2 separate regions of the Mus musculus genome follow, and region 1 is linked to region 2. A link is a contact called in public Hi-C data. All regions are on one chromosome and are shown on one strand. The core of a region is the stretch at or near the end of the contact, and the rest is flanking DNA. Distances in the headings are between cores, read along the strand shown. Region 1 has its middle 53 kb from the start of Gm15555. Region 2 holds the start of Samsn1 (SAM domain, SH3 domain and nuclear localization signals, 1).

Region 1 (4,067 bases), core at 854-3,353, 140 kb before region 2:
GCAGCTAAGTGCTCCTTGCTCGGTCCTCTTTCCACCCCAATCTTAGATTTCTTGACAGAATAATGTTTTGCCTTGCAGTCCCACTTTGCTTTGCCTCCAATCTTTTCCTTGTTCGCTCTTTCACAGACCGATGGCCTCCTGGTCTTTCCTCTGCCATAGCTGTCTAATCCACTCTAATAACACAGCTATAAGAAAGACACTAAGCTGATAGCAAAGGCTGGGTTTGCAGGGGGCCTAGAATTCTCAAGCATCCCATGACTTGGAGCAAATTCCTAAGTCTGCTTCAGTGTGTGATTTGTAAGGGTAAAGGGTGAGCCAGTAGCATCTCTGATATGTTTACTGGGTTCCCTGTGAGTTGACTCCACAGTGCGGGCTGTGCTAGCCACTGAGGCAGCATGAAGCAGAGAGCTGGGTAAGTAGCTCCCACACACGGTGGGGAGAAGCCTAGCAGTTCTGGTTAGCACTAGTGAGGAGACCAAGCCTTCAGGGGAGTCAGATCTGGGTCTCACTTGGTATGAGAGACAGGGAAATGGCTTTTAGACTCTCTTGTGCTCATTTCCCTCCTTTGGGGGATGGAGGCTGTCAAAATGCTCGCTGCATCCTGTTAGCACTTCTGAGGTAGGTGCGCAGATGTGTTTAAGTCACCTGGTGGGAATGGTTCATTGCTTTTTCTCACAGACCTCAAAGGAGTATCTTTTCCAGTGTTTCACTTCCCTTGCGGAGTTTAGTCAGCGTGTACATATATACTGCTCGCGATGGCTCAGGAACTGATCTAGAAGCTTCAATTTAATGCTAACACTACCCTCAGAGCAATCCCACACAGGGTTATCTATTTTCACCATTAGACACATGAGAAATCTAAAGCATGATACCTGCCTTGGATCACCACTACACAAGTTAGGGAGTCACTTCCAAAGAGTTACCCTCTGTTCTAGTAGTGGACAGACAGACTGAAGCACTCCAACCAGCTAACAGTGCTTTGTTTGTTTGTTTTTAATTTTTATTTACACCTATTGACTTTATATTCCACTCACTGCTCCTCGTCATCTCCTCCATCCCCCTCCACCCCCCACCCCCCCACTCCAGGATACCTCTCTCTCTTCTCTCCTCAGAGCAGATGGGGACTTCCTGTGTATCTCCCCACCAGGGCACATCAAGTCTCTGCTAGGCTAGGCAACAGCGCTCCTTTTTTTTTTTTTTTTTTTTTTTTTTTTTTTTTTTTTGAGAGGCCCATTGGTCTTGCAAACAGCGCTCCTTTTGAGGGCTGTGCTACATTTTGCTCAGCCTAGGCTATGCTCATTTGGAAAACATCTAAAAGAAGCGCAAACCACACAGGTCCAGGTATTTTGTGCACACTCTAAAGACATCAGCAAGGCTCTGAGATATTTACACACAAGTTTAAGATTTTGTGGCCACCCCTCCCCGATGTACAAAAGGCAGGGGACAGTCAGGATTTTAAAGCTGGAACGCCTGTGCTCATCAGGGTCTTCTTCCTGACTTCTTCTCCTGTTGTGTTTCCCGTCACCATGGCAGCCCTCTCTTCCTCCAGCTCAGCTCAGCTGAAATTCACTGTGCCCCCAAGCCCTGCCAAGCCAGCCTTACCTGCTCATTCTCTTTGCTGCTTAGATCATTCTACATTTAACTTTACTGCTTTTTAAATCCCTTTACAAGGTCTTCCAGAGTGCCAATGTGATTTGTGGCAGAGATTAATCTTGTTAAAGAAGTAAGAAGCCAGGTGCTGTTGCTTCTCAGCAATCATGAATTGTAACAATTCTGTTTTTTTTTTAATTATAGAGTATTCAAAATTACACAGGATAGGCTAAGAATAACTATGGGGTGGACTATACGTACAACTTAGTACATTAAAGGCGGTTATTTTCACATAAACGGACTGGTAGGTATTTCTCATATTAATTCTTGATTTTTTTTTTTTTTTGCCTTATGAGTAAATGGTTATATTTAGTCCTCTAGACCTAAAATAAAAAGAGTTATATTTAGGGTTAGTTTCGATGGTTAAATTTTTCTAGTGCCCAAATTCCGCTGAACTCTTCAGATAGCATGCGATTCCGCCTTGGGACATCAGTTCCTCATTTCAAGTTCCTTTTGCAGTGAGGAGACAAGTCTCAGCTCTGCTTGTGTCAGGCCTCAGAGCAGACTTTAAGCACCATCCCTATTTCTACCCAACCCTACTTTCCCAGCAATTCACTTCCAGCGATGTGCTGCGCCAAATGCCTGCTATTAATTAATGATTGCCCTGGGCATGATTTTTACTGATTGAAAGATGGCTGTGAAACTTCCTGTGACTACTTTAGTTTCTCCTTGCTCAGCTAACTCTGTTTTTTTCACCAAACTTTGAAAACCAACCTTCTCCCTCTAGACCGGTACGTCCAGGTGCTATAGCAAACAAGAAAAACATTCCCAAATGCATGTTATCATGGTGTTGGGTGGAGGCAGAGCAGACTTCCTAGAAAAAGGAACTTCTCCGTTGAATTTTGCAAGAGTCAATGCAGTTGGATAATGTATGAAGCTGGAGAGGCCAGCATGCTCTAAAGAAAGAGACAGCGTGTGTACAAACATGGAAGGATGGGAGACTTAGTGCATCTCAGAAAGCAAAGGGAGGTAGGAATTCAGGAGGAAGGTGTGGTGGGATGCCATAAAACATCTTTGGGGTCAGTCATGAAAATCTTAGACTCCTGGATAAGCTCTTCTGCCTCTGCCCTCGAGGTATTTTCCTAAAAAGACACAATCTGATATGAACGCCTTGTTTTCTAAAAGAATACTAAATACACGTGTGCAGGAATACTTCCGATTGACTTCAGAAAGCTTTCAAGTCTCAAGTTTCAGGTCTGTAATTTCGAAAACAAACAAACAGTGGATTCTGTCAGAGAATGCCTTATCTAGGTCCTTTAGCTCTGGAAGGTGTTTGTTGATGGTCAGGAGAGCAGAGTAGGTGGTGAGCCTGGGGTGCAGCTGTGAAGAAGGCCACCTGACAGTGAGGTGAGGGTGAGGGTGTCAGGTTTCTGAATTGGAAGCATTAAAACAATTCAGTGGATATGGTAGGCAAAGGAAGCATGGGATAGATGTGCCATATTAACAAACTGAGGTTTCAGAGAGCAAATTCGGGTGTGTCAAAAGCAACAATCAGATCAGTAATGTGTCTTACATTTATTTATCTTAGATTCTTGACTCTGCTTAGTTGGATGTATCACAGATAGTTAAGCCAAGACTGTAGCCTCACCATTGTGTACAGTTAGCGATAAACAACCCAATCAACTGGAACGGCTTTAATGATTACCTCATAATTAAGTTTACTAATTCTCACTAATTGGAGACGTTCCCCTATTACATATGTCATACATTATTACCTTCCTATCCGTTTCCTTCCCGTGTGGTCCACATTTTAAGGTGCCGATTTGGAGGAAATTTTAGTAAGAATTTCTGTAAGAATTTCACAGGCAGTTTTTCCAGAATCGTTTTGTGTGGATTTGTTTCTGAATTCTGTGATCGAGCTGCATGCTGCTCTGTCAGAGGCAGTTATCTCATTTAAATTAAATCTTCTGTTAGACAATACAATCACCACACACTCATTTTAAGATCCGATATATTGTCTACACCGAGACTGCAAAAACACAAAACCTTCATCGCTGCAGACCTCTCATTTATAATGTGGCTACTTTTTGAAACAGGACATATTTGTCCTAGTTTTAAACTCTTGGCGAAAAGCAGACATGGAGACAATGGACGAGCCATTTATCTAGTAATCTATAATTTCCCGTGCTAGACAGTTCTGACTCAGGGCTCGCACAGCTGCCCCACAGACAGTGTTGAACACATAAATCTCTCTGGTATATCAGACAAGGTAAGTAACAGTATGTTTGCTGGTAAGTTATCTTTTCACACATTTTTCTAACCACAGATTTTTTTTTCTGTTGTTGTGTTGTTGTTGTTGTTGTTTTAAATGTGTAACAGTATAACCACTGGACTTGCAAAAATAGAAGTAAAGAGATTTCAAGAAATCTGAGTTAAGAATTACTACTGTGAAAATAACTCATCTGCCAAAACCCAGT
Region 2 (3,999 bases), core at 986-3,485:
ATTTTTCTAAGCAACTAGTTCTTAGCAGTTTGCATAAATGTCTTCTGACACCATGGGAGCTACTTCTCAGACGAGCTTTCCTGATCAGTTCCTGCTTAATTCATCTAAGCCCTATGTCTGGAGTGTGTACTATCTTCATCACCATATATCATGCTCACATCTGGGAGGTAACCAAGGACAATGACAATAGAATGCATTGTTTTGTTTGACTCTTGGAGTTGCTCTCACCACCAATTAAGAACTAGAAGTGTGTTTCCAGTGACTGGCATGGAGGTTTAAGTTAGGGGTTTACGGCAATTTGGAAGAGCGTTAATATCAAATGTTGCATAACTGCATTTCAGCTGAACACACACACAAAATGTTAGTACCAGCAATTTGAATATTCACTGTTTTAGTTGTCATTATAAAAATGTAAACTATAAAAAATTCTCCAAATATAACTTTGATATTTAATATTCATTCATTATCTACAGATAATTTTTGGTGTAAACTATTCTGAAGTGATGGTGCATAAGGGCGGCCCATATTGGCATTAGCTTTGATTCTCAGTGAAACGATCATTTAGGAACTATCACCATTATCCTCCTCACTGAACTGATCAAATTCCACTCCTGAATTAAACTCCCATCCGTTTCACAAAGAGATGGAAGAGTACAAGGAGCACTGATGTCTCAGATAAGAAAATATCTTTTCATGGCTCTTAATTTCTTAGGCGACGGAATAGTTTATTCCCTTGGGTTAACTGAGAACCACCCAGAAAATTTACAGAAAGTCACACTGCTAGGGAATTACCGAGCCTTAGGTTTTCAGGTTGTCTGGTGTTATTCCCCTGTCATTGTTCTGAAAATACTAACCTCTTACTTCTCAAAATTACCCTCCTGCCACTGCAGCTGTTTATTAACTCCAATCCTCTTAAGTGGTTTACCCAATTCTATTGTAGTGCATAAAATACCATTTTGTTCTTGCTAGTTAAGAGGTTTATTGCATAGAAATTGAGTACCCACTACGTTCAATAGCACAGAGTGGGTATTCAATTTAGTATTTAAGCGAATTAGTGAATTTCAGCTGGGACTCCAGGACGAAGGCAGAGAGGTGGGAGGGACAACTGAGAAAAGAGGGCCAGAGCATGATTCTTAGAGAAGCACTTCCTAAAAATATGGTGCTACTGTTTTTAATCTGAGGAGTTTATGAGCAGAAAGTACAAGTTTTCTTGAAGCAGGCCATTTAACCAGAGCCTGCATTTGAAACAATCTGCACAAGCTCATCTGATAAGGGCTTCATTTTTCAAGGAAGTCTGAGCAACCTTCTCTTTTATCTGGATCTCTGGATCTGGCTTTCAGCAAAACCTTTAAGACATATTGGGGCTATTCCAGGCCCACTTAGTAGACACTGGATGCCTTGTCTGGAGAGAGGACTGAGCAGTCGGTAGCATCACCCACCAACCAGGCATTACCAGGGTACAGAGTACGTATACTATGTAGCAGGAAGTGGTTCTTTTATTAATCAGGGGGTTTTAACAATGATATGCTTGCTTTTTCAATGTCACCAATGCCCACTCATCAATATCTGGAGCTAGAATCCTATTACAGTTAGGTACTTTTAATCTATACCCTATTACGGTAGCTTTAGGGAGGATTAATATTATTTAACTTCAAATTGATCGTCATGTAGAAATATACAATTATGTATTGAGAAAGATACAGACATATGTCACATTTAAAAAGTGGGCAATGAAATTGAAAGGTAGGTTCCCTGGAAAATTTGGAAGGAGAAAAATGAAAAGGTGGAAATGATGTAAGTGTATTATATAACCTCAAATAATAAAATATTATAAAAATATAAAATGGAATTCTTTAAATAGTCTCAAACTTTTAAAAATCCACAATATTCTGTTTGATTTCATTTAAAAGGTTCAGATATTTTCCTCTTGTGCCATCTTTTTTAATGTGTTAAATTCTTTTACATAAACTGAGAAAATAAGTTTTGTTTTCCAAACCATTACACCCTTAGTAATTACCGTAGCCATGTCAAAGGTGTGAGCTAAGAATTATATCATAGAATACAGCACCGAGAATACAGTACAGAGTTACCAAATAATTACGGTAAGGAAGGAAAGGAAAAAAAAAAAAAAAAAAAAAAGAAACCTTCAACCAAGCAGACACTGAAGTCACATCCTGACCAGAGGAGGAAGTGTCACATCAGACACTTCCTCAGTGCTATCAGATGCTGGGTATCACGGAGAGCACCCGTGCCTGCTCTCAGTTGTCTCTGTAACAGCAGCAACTGTGCTCACTAGAGGTGGCCAGAATTCAAAATGCTAAAGAGGAAGCCATCCAATGCCTCAGACAAGGAGAAACACCAAAAACCGAAGGTAAGTTTATTTTCTTACAGAGTAAAACTAACCAAATACTGTACTAGAAAGCAACACTTACTTGCAAATGTATAACACAGACACACCAGACACACACACACACACACACACACACACACACACATACCATTTACACATACGCACATATACGTGTATACACACACATACACAAACTCATTCAAGCACACAACACATTCAAACAAACCACACAGTGACATACATCTCTCTCTCTCTCTCTCTCTCTCTCTCTCTCTCTCTCTCACACACACACACACACACACACACACACACACACACACACACACAAGCATACATGCACACTCACAGCCTACATCATCACCCTACTACTTACATGACATTTTATCTGTCACTTCTAAATTAATTTAAGTAGAGGACTAAGTGCATCAAAATACATATGGAAGAATTTGCATACTGATGAGCAATTATGGTCTTCACAATTGTGTATTAGATTCAACCCTTTATGTTGTTAGCTAAGATTGGGTTAGGATAATTTTATGGAACTCTGTTTGGTGGCCTCCACTTAACCATTAATATCATGAATTCTCTGCCTATTTTTCATTCCTTGGTTGTTCAATATCTTACCAGTGTTCTGAAGGAATTATTTTATCTGTTAAATTGTAGATATTTAAAATACATAACAGTAAGAAGACTAAAATGGAGAAATTTTAGGTTAGTTTTTTAAAATTCTTTTTGTAATTTGAATGTTCAGCTATGATATCTTGTAGTAGACATGCATTTTCACATTGTCATTAGAGAGAATTGTGCCCTATTTTGAGAAGACACAAAATTTATAAATTAGTAAATTTGATAAGCCAGTCTTATGTAGTATGTTCTTTTATTCTTTCTCTTGATAACAATTGGCATTAAAAATAATATAGGAAAAGCCAAGTTTACATTCTTATAGAACTTTAAACGTCATTTACTAGTAACATTAATTTCTTTAGTATGAAGTTGTGATGTCAGAAAATTTCTGTCCTGTTTATACATTCCTAACGTTTCTCAAATAAATTCAATCTTTTTGTTGGTGAGATAAATACTAGTGGATTCTTTGTTTTTAAGGAGTTTACACTTTGTCATCAGCTTTTATTTCTCATTGGGAGAGAGACAGTTTGGGGACTGATTTTCCTTCTGAACTGAGTAGGCACAGGACAGTCTTCAACGGTTTAAAACCTTTGGCAAAAGATCTGAAGTAAACTGAGAATTCATTATTTCCAAGTACAGGAAACTAAAACTAGATGATTTTCAACATTATTGTTTCTAATGCAAAAAAAGTCAACAAAGGTTAAACAAGCATCTTAGAAACACATAGTACAAAAATATATTGCACTTTCTGTTTTTTCATTACTAAAATAAAAATTCACAGCAACACATCCCAAAATATCCAAGAAAGGTTTTTCAAAGAATCATTTTTTATTTCTTCATATGATTATATTTGTTGTGAGCTGAGCTCTATCTCAAGTCTCATATGATTGTTTTTTATGTAAAATAGCACTGATTAAATAAAAATATTCAGTTGATCATATTTTGGGAATATTACAAAAATTGATAAAAAGTGGCTTACCTCAAAATTTTTCAAAAATGACACTTGACTATTTCATAAGGACTGT

What was found. A called contact is a pair of places that touch in the nucleus more often than the background predicts.
Region 1: a Hi-C map of B cells shows a contact between it and region 2, with 2.1 times the contacts expected there. The contact joins the enhancer-like site here to the promoter of Samsn1 in region 2. A contact is called at or near these places in 2 of 484 Hi-C or Micro-C datasets (both in B cells) and 2 of 115 datasets of contacts at active chromatin or transcription factors (the 230-238 cell line and bone marrow-derived dendritic cells).

The regions. Positions count from the first base shown.
Region 1 is chr16:76,051,732-76,055,798 of GRCm38.p6, reverse strand. No RefSeq gene overlaps it. Among named protein-coding and RNA genes, the nearest start is that of Gm15555, 53 kb to the right of the region's middle. Within about 2 kb of position 2,103, at least 54 of the 459 cell types and tissues checked have an H3K27ac peak or open chromatin away from gene starts, as enhancers often do. A contact at or near this core is called in the 230-238 cell line and B cells, where this site is marked.
Region 2 is chr16:75,907,502-75,911,500 of GRCm38.p6, reverse strand. Samsn1 (SAM domain, SH3 domain and nuclear localization signals, 1) reads left to right here and starts at 2,235. Exons shown (of 8, transcript NM_023380.2): 1 at 2,235-2,371. The coding sequence starts at 2,315.